Linked DNA regions of Mus musculus: region 1 is linked to region 2. Evidence: chromatin contacts called from public promoter capture Hi-C data. All regions are on one chromosome and are shown on one strand. Each heading gives the region's core, a stretch centred on a gene start, on an enhancer-like site or on the middle of the called end of the contact. The rest is flanking DNA. Distances are from core to core; before and after follow the strand shown.

Evidence for each region. Capture Hi-C pulls out chosen DNA fragments and counts their contacts.
Region 1: a promoter capture Hi-C map of liver shows a contact between it and region 2, with 2.2 times the contacts expected there. The contact joins the promoter of Pou3f1 here to the promoter of Heyl in region 2. A contact is called at or near these places in 1 of 39 promoter capture datasets (frontonasal cranial neural crest) and 1 of 9 other capture datasets (liver).

Annotation. Positions count from the first base shown.
Region 1 is chr4:124,654,896-124,660,932 of GRCm38.p6, forward strand. Pou3f1 (POU domain, class 3, transcription factor 1) reads left to right here and starts at 2,751. Exons shown (of 1, transcript NM_011141.2): 1 at 2,751-5,760. The coding sequence starts at 2,812. The coding sequence ends at 4,161. Gm2164 (predicted gene 2164) reads right to left here and starts at 2,592. Exons shown (of 11, transcript NR_168006.1): 1 at 1,945-2,592.
Region 2 is chr4:123,231,709-123,237,341 of GRCm38.p6, forward strand. Heyl (hairy/enhancer-of-split related with YRPW motif-like) reads left to right here and starts at 1,848. Exons shown (of 5, transcript NM_013905.3): 1 at 1,848-2,238. The coding sequence starts at 2,159.

The DNA of each region.
Region 1 (6,037 bases), core at 1,501-4,000, 1.4 Mb after region 2:
AGTGATTCACACAGTCTGCTTGCCTATAGGGGCCTTAGGCTGGGGACCAAGATGCTGAGTAACAACCTAAGAGCTTAGGTACTGCTTTCCTGAGGGTAACTCTCCTCCGCTCAGCACGGACCAGGGAACACAGCTTCCAGGCAGTCCTGACCTGCTCACAAGCATGGCCAGAGATAAGACTGTAGGCCATCTTTACCCTGAAGGCCAAAACTGCCACTTCTTGCAAACTACAGCAATGGGGGTGGGGGGGAGCAGACCGGCATGAGTAAGACTAGCCCTGCTGCATCCTATGAGGATGATGTCATTAGCTCCTCCAGGAGTTAAGGCACAAGCCAAATGATGGACAGAACAGCACCATGCCTCACTGTTCTTTGAGTGGTAACCTCAAATCTGTACAGCGTAACCTGTCTGCTGCTGTCCAGACATTTCCCATCTTCCAGCAGGATCAGGGTAGATGTATAGACTCTCAGACTGTCAAACTTGGAAGAGGAAAAAAAGTAAATTGGTCCAAACCGCACAGCCCACTGAGGAAAGTTAGTTGCCCACCTAGCAAACTGCAACAACAGAAAAGCGCAAATAAAAGCCCTTTGTGTGGGGAGGGGGGCACTCCCTCTATCTCATACCATTCCCTGTTCACCTTAGGGAGACAGGGATACAATGTAAGCCATGGTCAGTCCCAATTTACAAAAAGGAAAACCAAATTTAGAGTACTTTAACTGAAAAACAAGAGGAAGTTCCAGTTTGAGCCCAATCTTCAGAGTAATACAGGCCTGGTTAGGACTGGCATGAGAGACTGAGAGACTTCCGCTGTAAGAATTCAAGCCTTGGTCCTACACTTAGGGCTGGGAGAAAGCTTAGCCAGGTTCATGGACCAAGAGAACTTGGGCTGCCTCAGGGTGACTGCTTCCTGGGCCAAGATCCAGGAAAACCCAGCATCCCTACCTGGGTTCAGATACAGGAACCCATCATAACTCCAGCAGGTAGAAAATGCCTGTTCAGGACTATGGCAAATAGTCAGACAACCCTGGCCTCTTCTTCCATTAGCAGGTGCTTAACTTGGGACATTCAGGGCTCAGAGGACAGGGTAACTCTTGTCACTGTCAACTCTGTCGCAGCCACTCTTAGATGATCTCCACAGCAGCTGCCTTTAGAGCCCTTGTCTGTCTCTGTCTCTCTCTCTCTCTCTCTCTCTCTCTCTCTCTCTCTCTCTCTCTCTCTCTCGTCTTCAAATACATAGGCTTCATTCTACAGTCCTGAGTAGATTCCTGTCCAGTGAGGTCCTAGCTAGGTCCCCAGCTCGGCACCCAGAAATCTTTGAATCACTTTGAAGCAGAAGAAGGTCTAGCAGTGTACAGAAGCCCAGCAGAGGAATAGGCAGAAGTACGGAGGCATGCAGACTGAGGAAGCACACACCAGCTCCAACTGAGGCCCCCTCCACTCAGGATCCTTAGGAGAGACACAAAACAAGGACAGGGATGAAGAAGTTGGCCGCATCCCACTGTCCACTTCTCCAACAAGGACACCTCGAACTCAATTCCCTATCAGACAAGTCCGAGTTGACTCCACGGGAGGCTAGACAGCTGCCAGCTGCCAGCTGCCAGCCTGCACATTGGATTTCCGAGGTGCCCAACTGTCCTTCCCTAAGTCAGTCCACAAATCCTATTCTGCAAGTTTCCGGGCGGCATAACCCCAGCACAACCAGCGCTGCCGACAGACCACCGGTTCCAGCTGGGAGGAAAACAACACGAAAAGGCTACAGCAGCGCAGGACAGGGCCCAGTGTCCATTCCCCACCCACTGGTGGCGCTTTCTCTGGAACCAGTCTCCACCCCGAGGTTCTCTCATTCCAGAACCCTGGAGCCCAACTGGTTCCTGGAGCTTGCATCTCCGCGTACAGGCTCAGCGGCTCACTGTCCTGGCTCAGCACTGCCCACGCGGTACTCACCTGGCCTCGGTGCCCAGGGAAAGGAAGGCGAGCCGGCGAGAGGCGTGAAGCCCAAGCCGATCCGAATCTGTCCGTGCCTGCTGCACTTTCAGGACTGCAGAGGTCCAGCTAGTTGTGGCGCTGAGTCTAGAGGGAGTAGAGGGAAAACCAAGACCTTGGGAGAACGCGATGCGACCTGGCAGCCGCAGGAGGCGAGGCCCCGGAGGTTAGCAGCCGCGCGGTACCGAGCCGGGAAGCCACGCAGCTTCGCTCTCGCTGCAGCCCAGACTCGCGGGATCCTGGCCCGCAGGCAGAGGCGCAGCGCAGGGAAGAGTGCGGGGCTGAGTCTCTGCTCGGAACCCGAGCGCCTCCCGGAGCCCGCAATCCCCCGCCCGCCCCAGTGGGATGCAGGCGGAAATTGAGCTTGTGTGGAACGTGGGGACCGACCGGGCTCCGAGTCTCCCGCGCTGCGGTGAGAGCGGGGCCCACGCAGCCGGGACCGGAGGGGGTGCGGTCCCAGTGCCACCCCCGCGCCACTCCCCACGTGGCGGCCGCGCCCCCGGGGCGTGAATGTGTACGCGGGCGGTGGTGGTGGGGGTCATGAATGAAGCCCCAGCGGCCAATCAGCACTGCCGGCGCGCGGGACCCCGGGAGCGAGACCCAATAGCGAGCTCCGGGTTGCAGGCCCCGGCGGCGGGCGGGCACGGGGGGAGGAGGCCGGGGCCGGGAGGCGGGAGGCGGCTCCGCGGGCAGCCAATGGGCGGCGGGCGGGGTGGGGCTCCGGAGCGCCCAGCGGGTCCGGGCTTTAAGCCGGCGGAGCGCGGCGGCGGGGCCCGCAGACGGAGCGAGGCGGCGGCGGCGGCGGGGCGGCGCAGGGCGCGGGGCGGCATGGCCACCACCGCGCAGTATCTGCCGCGGGGCCCCGGCGGCGGAGCTGGGGGCACAGGGCCGCTCATGCATCCCGATGCCGCCGCGGCGGCGGCAGCGGCGGCCGAGCGGCTGCACGCGGGGGCCGCGTACCGCGAAGTGCAGAAGCTGATGCACCACGAGTGGCTGGGCGCGGGCGCGGGCCACCCCGTGGGCCTAGCGCACCCTCAATGGCTACCCACGGGAGGAGGCGGCGGCGGCGACTGGGCGGGCGGCCCGCACCTGGAACACGGCAAGGCAGGCGGTGGCGGTACCGGCCGAGCTGACGACGGCGGCGGTGGCGGCGGTTTCCACGCCCGCCTGGTGCACCAAGGGGCGGCCCACGCGGGCGCGGCATGGGCACAAGGCGGCACAGCGCACCACTTGGGCCCCGCCATGTCGCCGTCGCCCGGGGCCGGCGGGGGTCACCAGCCCCAGCCGCTCGGGCTGTACGCTCAGGCGGCCTACCCCGGTGGCGGCGGCGGCGGCCTGGCCGGGATGCTGGCGGCGGGAGGCGGCGGCGCGGGACCCGGCCTGCACCACGCACTGCACGAGGACGGCCACGAGGCACAGCTGGAGCCGTCGCCACCACCGCACCTGGGCGCACACGGACACGCACACGGACATGCACACGCGGGCGGCCTGCACGCGGCGGCGGCGCACCTGCACCCGGGCGCGGGCGGTGGTGGCTCGTCGGTGGGCGAGCACTCGGACGAGGATGCTCCCAGCTCCGACGACCTGGAGCAGTTCGCCAAGCAGTTCAAGCAACGACGCATCAAGCTGGGCTTCACCCAGGCCGACGTGGGACTGGCGCTGGGCACCCTCTACGGTAACGTGTTCTCGCAGACCACCATCTGCCGTTTCGAGGCCCTGCAGCTGAGCTTCAAGAACATGTGCAAGCTCAAGCCGCTGCTCAACAAGTGGCTGGAGGAGACCGACTCGTCCAGCGGCAGCCCCACCAACCTGGACAAGATCGCGGCGCAGGGCCGCAAGCGCAAGAAGCGCACGTCCATCGAGGTGGGTGTCAAAGGCGCGCTCGAGAGCCACTTTCTCAAGTGTCCCAAGCCGTCTGCGCACGAGATCACCGGCCTGGCCGACAGCCTGCAACTGGAGAAGGAGGTGGTGCGTGTCTGGTTCTGCAACCGGCGGCAGAAGGAGAAGCGCATGACCCCCGCGGCCGGCGCGGGCCACCCGCCCATGGACGACGTTTATGCGCCTGGGGAGCTGGGGCCTGGCGGGGGCAGCGCGTCGCCACCTTCTGCGCCCCCGCCACCCCCGCCGGCCGCGCTGCACCACCACCACCACCACACACTGCCCGGCTCTGTGCAGTGACCCTGCGGACTGGGTTCCCCGCCGGCGCAGCGGTGCCTCCGGCGCGCAGTTAGCGCGCGCGGCCTGGACTCTTTTTGTTGTTTATTCGGTTTTGCTTTGGATTTTACAAAAAGGAAAAAAAAAAAAAAAAAAAAAAGCTCAGAAACTTTTAAACAAAACCAAACACCCGGGACCGACCCCTCTCTCCAGCGAGCGGCGAAAGGCGGCCGAGAGGCTGTGTCGCCCGAGTCCCGGGAGAGAGCAGCGGAAGATCCAGAATGCGCCAACTCACTCTGGGCGCCCTGTGCCCACTGCCTGCTCCCTATCCCCATCCCCTCGACGACCCCCGCCCCTGCCCCTGGGCTGTTCGGGGCCGGATCCCGGCAGCGGCCTCCCCACAGCGAAAGGTAACGCGGTGCGGGGTTAGGGATTCCCCGGGAGAATGGACGAAGAGAGGAGAGTCCCCAGCAGCTCTCCCGGGCGCGGACTCCCTGTAGCCTGCAGGTCACGGGTGGGGGCTGTCACTTTATTCTTTCCGCGCCTCTTCTCTCGCACCTGGACGCGCCCCACCCCCTCACCTTTTCTCCGGGCTTGGTTTTTTACGGTTTTTATTTATTCGTGGAGCCTCTCGGCTCCTGGGGTCCTTCTAACTCCGCCCGCGCCCTTAATTTAAATCGCTGTATGCTGTATTTATCGGGGCCCCAGAGGGGAGGCCGCGAGAGCCGCATCTGTGTATAAAAGCAGGAAATAGCCAAAGCTTTAATCTAGCCTAATTTATTTTCCCTTTCTCTTCCCCTCTCCTCCTTCAAGAACGCAAAACAAAAACAAAAAAAAAAAAACTAACAAAAAAATTTTTTTTGAGTGTTCATTTTTCGTTTCGTTTTACCCGAGCCCTCGGCTCGGTTCCTGGCCTAGCAGAGAGGGTCTGCGCTCCCACGCACACCCGGGTGGGAAGGGGCATCTCCACCCGCAAGACCGAGCACGCATCGCGGGCCACTGCTTCCCCGCCGGGCCTTGCCCCTCCTGGCCTTAACGAACGAAACTTGGAAAAGTTGGAACTATTTTTTAACTAGCTGTAGAAATAAACCCGTTCCCCCCAAGAACCTTGCGCCTGTTTCCCTACCGCTTCCCCCTGCTCTCTTTCCGGCCCCCGCGGGATGCGGGATGCTGGGGGAACCCTGGGGAGAAATTCTCCAAATTTGGGGTGAGGTGGGAACCATGTAAATATGTGAGATATGTACACACTGGCAGGGGGGGAAGAAACACTTTGTGCTTGGTTTTTATTTTTTGGTTTTCTGGGTTGTTCTCCCTCCCCATCCTAAAGGGTTTGTATGCCCGACTAAACCGAAAAAGATATTTTAATATGGTTTCCTAATTTCTGACCCATCTCTATTTATTTTCTGGATGTGTTTGGAGCTTCCCCCTTCACCATTTCTTCATCTGTTTGTTAAGGTTTCAGCTTAAATTTTGTTTTTATTTTTTATTATTTTCAGAACAATGTTTTGGTCCATTCTCTTTGTATCTTTATTGCAAAAAATAATAATAATGTAGACTGGGAAGTTCCCTTTATATTTATGTTATAGTAAATATTTTATTACTCACATAAACATGTACCCCAGGGCTGTGTCCTGTTCTCTTTACTGCTAGGGCTGGGCTTGATTTGCAGGAAGCGGTGAGAGTCCCCAGCCTGTTCCTCTCCTGAAGTTCTGGGCTCTGAAAGGAAGGGAAACACCAGCCTCCTTCTCGGTCAGTAACAGGACTGCCTGCCTGTTGCTTGCTTGGTCAGCAGTTGGGCACCTGGCCCAGGTACAACAGTCTAGCAAGAATCACATCCTGTTCCCATTGCCTTCAAAGACCAGACCAGGGCCTAGGATAGTAAAAACCCTTGATAACATGG
Region 2 (5,633 bases), core at 598-3,097:
GGAATTCCAGCTCTCCTTCTTCTTCTGCCGGAGTTGCTCTAACTACCCATCTCCTTTCGCTTGGCCAATTGAGGGTTAAATGAATTAAAATTTACAGAACACTTAGAATAACAGTTCTCAACCTGTGGGCTGAGACCCTTTGGGGATTGAACAACCTTCTCACAAGGGTTGCCTAAGACCATAAAAGAAAACACAGATATTTACATTATGATTCATAACAGTAGCAAAATTATAGTTATGAAGTAGCAATGAAAATAATTTTATGGTTGGGGGTCACCACAGCATGAAGCTTTGTATTAAAGGGTCACAGCACTAAGAAGGCTGAGAACCACTGGCTTAGGTACCTTTCCAGCTGCTGTGAGAAGCACTCACCAAACAGTAACTAACAGGCTCCGCCGCCTCTCCATCCATTTGCCCTCTCCCAAAGCTTTAAAGGCCGTCCATTACCTAATGACTTCCAAACTTAAATCTCTTTGCCGAACCCCATAGTCCCTATTTAACTGTGCAGTGTATTTTGAGGACCTGGGACGTCTCTCGAGAACATGCCTACCTCAGAGCCCTTACCTTCCCCTGCAAATCTGCCAGCCCTTTCTCTCTCAGCCAATCACATAGAGCAAACAAGTATCTGCCTTTCTAGGAAATGCCTAGTGCACACATTGGGCACTCTTCACACTGGTTGAGGTTCTCACTGTTTTGGCAGGTGCCCACAGAAATTATGTGAGTGCTGAGGGCATTTGGAACAGGAGAATTGGTGCTTGCGGCTGCGGTGGCCAGCAGAGTTTCCTGATGGCGACCGTTCATGCCAGTCCTATCTGGTCATCTATGAGCATGATAAGTTTCTGTGCTTGGCCAAGTGGTTACGTGTGGGTCTGAGTGGCAAGAGGCCTGTTCTTTCCCATCAGGAAGTATCTGCAAGCAGAGCTGACTATGGTGAAAGTGTGTGTAGTCAGCTTCAGGTGACCAACCCCACTTCCCTACACCAAAAGCTGGCTTTCTTTTGTGCCTGTCCCAGTGAGCAGAACAAAGGGAGAGGACTCCTCTGGTGCCCTGCCCACCACACCCACCTCCACCATCTCCCTGCCGCCCCTGCAAGAAGTTTGCTCTCCTCCCTCAGCTTCCCTCTGCACTTCTCTGCGTACGATGACCTGGGAGGATGGCAGCTGAATCTCTAGGCACAAGGACAGGAACTCTCACTGACTAAATAGTTGTCTGTGGTCAGACAGGCTCCCCCAGAAAGAGAAGCCGAAGGCTCCTTTCCTCTCTTCCTCTCCCTGGTGCCTGCCAGGACAGCTGTCATTAAATGAACTGGGGTGACTCCCAGGGATACCCCACCAACCACCACACCCTACCTACCTTCTCCATTCCTGTGCTCCCTCCCACAAGTCAGAAGCTCAAAGATCTTGGCCACTGTAAAGTCAGCACTTGGGATGCAGAGGCAGGAGGGTCAGGGATCAGTAGTTCAAGGTCATCTTCTGCTACACATCAAGTTCAATGCCACTTTGGGTTCTATGACCCTGTCTCCCCTCCTCCAGCCTTCTCAGCTGGCAAGCAGCAGCCACCCCTTTGGGGGTTCACCAAAGGACTTCGAAGTTCTGAGCATCCCACAGTGCACGTAGCTTCCCCAATACACACACACACACACACACACACCACAAACTTTGGTCCCCTATAGAAGGAGTGACTGAAGAATTACTTCCAAGGGGTCACAGGCACCCCCAGTAACCTTTCCAAACCTATCTGCCCTCCCTGCATGCCCTGGAGCAGGAAGGTACAGGTCTGACCCTTATAAAAAGCTGAGGCACTGCAAAGCGAAGTCTGTCGCACAGAACTAGGGACAGATCCGGATTCTCTGGGCTTCCCCGTGGGGCCTCCCAGGGCACCTGCCCAAGGCCACCCAGAGCGCCAGCCCAGGCAGCGCCGGTGGAGCGGAGCCGGACCTCCCAGCGGCCGATGGGGGCGGTGACCGCCCGGGGCCTTCCCACGGTTCGGTGGCGCGTCACCGCGGGGGCGAGGGGGCGCCGGGGCGCCCCGGGCTGCGGTGCAGGAAAGGGCCCTGGGAAAGGGCGGCGTCGGCTCCCGGGCCGGGGCGGGGCTGAGGCGGGGCCCAACAACCAACTCCAGGGATCGCAGGGCTGGGACCCCGCAGCCAGCTTTCGGCATGAAGCGGCCCAGGGCGCCCAGTGGCTCCGACGGCGAGTCTGATGGACCCATCGATGTGGGTCAAGAGAACGATCTTAGGTAAGACAGGGTGGAGCGAGGGCCGTCCGGGGGTGAGAAAGTCCAGCACACTCAAGTTTGTGCGCAGCCCTCAGGTGTCAGCCAAGATGCGGGGGCGTGTGCAGCGACTCCAGTGCGTCCATAGCACCAATGCGGCAGATTCCTGAGTACCCTGAACCATAACACCCTGAACCAACTATGGTTCAGGGAGCTGGGATGGGAGGACAGTTCAGCTGGAGGATATTCTGTCGTTTGGCTACCCCCAGGGACGCCCCTGAGAAGTTTTCCTGCAGACCTAGGAAACCTTCATAGATGTAGATACCGCATTCCATTGCCCATAGTTTGTCTACTATGAAGACTTCTGTACTTTTCCAATTTCACTCTTCTTTGGGAACAGTTTTCACATAGTACACAAAAGGACTGGGGGCTGTGTCCTTTTCGCTTTGAGCATACTGGGATTTGTGTTTAGGTACTGAGGGAAATAATAGCCAACTTGCAAAAGCCTAGACTCCAATCTTCAGCACCCCTTCCACCAAACCACCAAGCCGCCAATGCAGTTTCTTTTTTGTTAAATAATCTAACTTCTAACCTGTGGAACAAACTGAACTTGTACAATCCTTGCTACCTATCAGCTCGGTGACTCCATAAGCTTCAGTTTTCTGGTCTATAAAATGGGTATACATGATGAAGCTAGCTTCATAGCGGGTGTAGACATCAAACGGAAGAATGTCAAGGCCTTAGCAGTAGTTCATGGTGAGTGCTTAGTGGTGTCAGGCTCTAAGTCTCCAGGCCTTGCCACCCAGCCCACAACCGCCACCAACTCACCTTAGAGCTTTTCCTTTCCTTCCCTTTCTTCTTTCCATTCTTCCTCCCCCTCCTCTTCTTCCTTCTTCCTTTTTCTTCATCCACTGCTAGGGATTGGATCCAGATCCTGGTGCATGCTACCCAAGTGCCCTGTCACCATGCAGTTCTGAGCCTTCGGTTCCCCTGCCTAGGCCTGTTTCCACATAGAGAAGAGGATGCGAATGGAAAGAAAAGGAACCGGCCTCTGGAGCAGGTGTCTCTCTTGCTCTACTAAACCTTATTTGTCTCTGACCACCCTGTACATGCCCCGGCACGTGCACACATACATAGAATGACTGTTTTAGTTTGTCTAGGTTTTTCCTCAATGGTTTCTCTGTGTAACTTGGCTGTCCTGGAATTCACTCTGTAGGCTGAGCTGACCACGAACTCAGAGATCCACTTGTCTCTGCCTCTCAACTGCTGGGATTAAGGCTCGTACCACCACCACACATCTAACTTTTTTTTAAGAGGCTACAGCTAGGCATGGGGACATATGCCTTTAATCCTAACACTCAGAAGGCAGAGGCAGGAAGATCTCTATAAGTAGCTAGAGCTAACTTTTGACTTAGTGAGACCCTATCTAAAAAAGGGCAGAGTCAGTCTCTCTCTCTCTCTCTCTCTCTCTCTCTCTCTCTCTCATCCTCAAATCTTACATGTTAGGTCTGGGGATGTATAATATAGTTCCTTATGTAAATCCTTTAAAAATTACTTAGCAGAAACTGCTACTTAAGAGAAATAATTCTCAAAGCCTGTTTCTGCCGCCATGAGGGGCCTAGCACCACACGGTCATGGCAAACGGAGGATCTCAAATTCAATGCTATTGGGTCTTCAAGAACCAGAGTACAGACTCAATGGCAGAGAGCTGAGGTGGATCAGACTGGCTTCTATCCTTCATGAGTATACAGCCAGAAAAGTAACTGCCAAGGGATGTGGCGACTCTGAACACAGTGGAAGAATCTGGGGAGGGGCCACTCACAGCCATGGGTGATGATAACAGTTTCCTGATGGCGGTAGCATTAGGGCTAAGGTGTAAAGGTCACTGCAGGATTCCCCCTTATATCTCTTTTTGTCATTTTTAGCCAGAGTCCATTGTTAGGGTCTGGTCTAGACAGAAGACCAGACCGCTCCAAGGAGGGAAAGCTGCTGGACATCTGGCCGTCTGACTTATAGATGCCTCTTTGTAGCACTTTGCAAAGGGCCCTCCCCCCAGCAGACATAAATGCTTCAATTCAGAGACCGCTGAACGATGCCTGCTGTGGCCTAGACCCCGGACTGGGCATCCAAGCCCAGATGGATCCTGCCCAGCCTCTGCCCTCAGGGAATTCTCAGAGAAGAAGAGTTGCATGTACAAAGAAAGCCAGATAAACTGTGGCAGGGGCCGTAGGGTTAGGGCAGCCAGACTCTGGGGGTCAGAAGCAGCACACAATTCCTCACGCTCAGAGCTTCAAGACCAAAGGGGCATAGTGTGTTCTGATGTCACCAAGGACATCTGCCTGGTGGTAATAGCATCCTGTCCCGCCCATGGGAATCACCCACAGAGCTCTCGTGTGTGAACTTGGGCCCTTGCAACAGTCTGGATCCACACAGAATAATGCCTCTCCCTTACCCATCTTCAAATATTTCATGAGCAGCTCCAGTATGTCAGCCTGGGAGTTGGGGTCTATGTGCTTCTCCTTTAAGACTGAAGGCAGCTGGTGGTCTTTAAAGTCAGGGAGACCTGAGTCCCTCCACACCACTTCCTGTGTAAGTGGCTTTTTACCCCTTTCCTGAACTGACATTTTCTCTGTTTGTTTGTGCCTCTGAGGGTGAGGCTTGTGTGAGGCTGTATCTACATATAGCACATAGCTTCTTGCTCTGGCACAAGGTAGCTTCTAATAAGTGTTGTCACACGGTGGGGAGGGTGCCCCGTTCATGAGGCAGCAAGGTTCGATGGGAAAACTGGAAATGGAAAGGCTGCGTTACTAGGCGTGATTCTCAGCTCTGCATCTGCCGCATCCCTCCGCCTAAAATGATCGTTTCCCCTAAGATCTGTTGTGCAATAGGTGAGACAAATGGATACGCACTGCTGTCTAGAACAGAAAGTGCAGCCTAGCAGGGAGACATAGTGGGGTGATGTGAGAGATATGTGAGCTACGTCATCACCAAGAGTGCTGAATTAGAAGCCAGTAGGTGTGGGGCTGGAGAGATGGCTCAGTGGTTAAGAGCACGGGCTGACTCTTCTGGGATCGAAGCTCAGCACCCGCTTGGCAGCTCACAGCTGCCTGTAACTCAAGTTTTAGGGGATCTAATGCATTATTCTGTCACAGATATACATGCAGACAGAACACCCATACACATGTGGTTTTTTTAATAAGGCAAATGATTCTGAATTTTTCTCTCTTCTGTGTGGCTGGCCAAAGGTCCTTTTTCCTCTCTGACTATTCTCATTTTACAAATGGTCTTAGCTCTGTGTGATTGTCCAACCATTAGAGCATTGGAGTGCTTCCTTGGCTTGATACTAAATGAGTGGAGTCACCTCCAAGGCTCCCACACAGGGGAGTTCCCAGGTATAGCTGGGACTGGGGGTGTTCAGG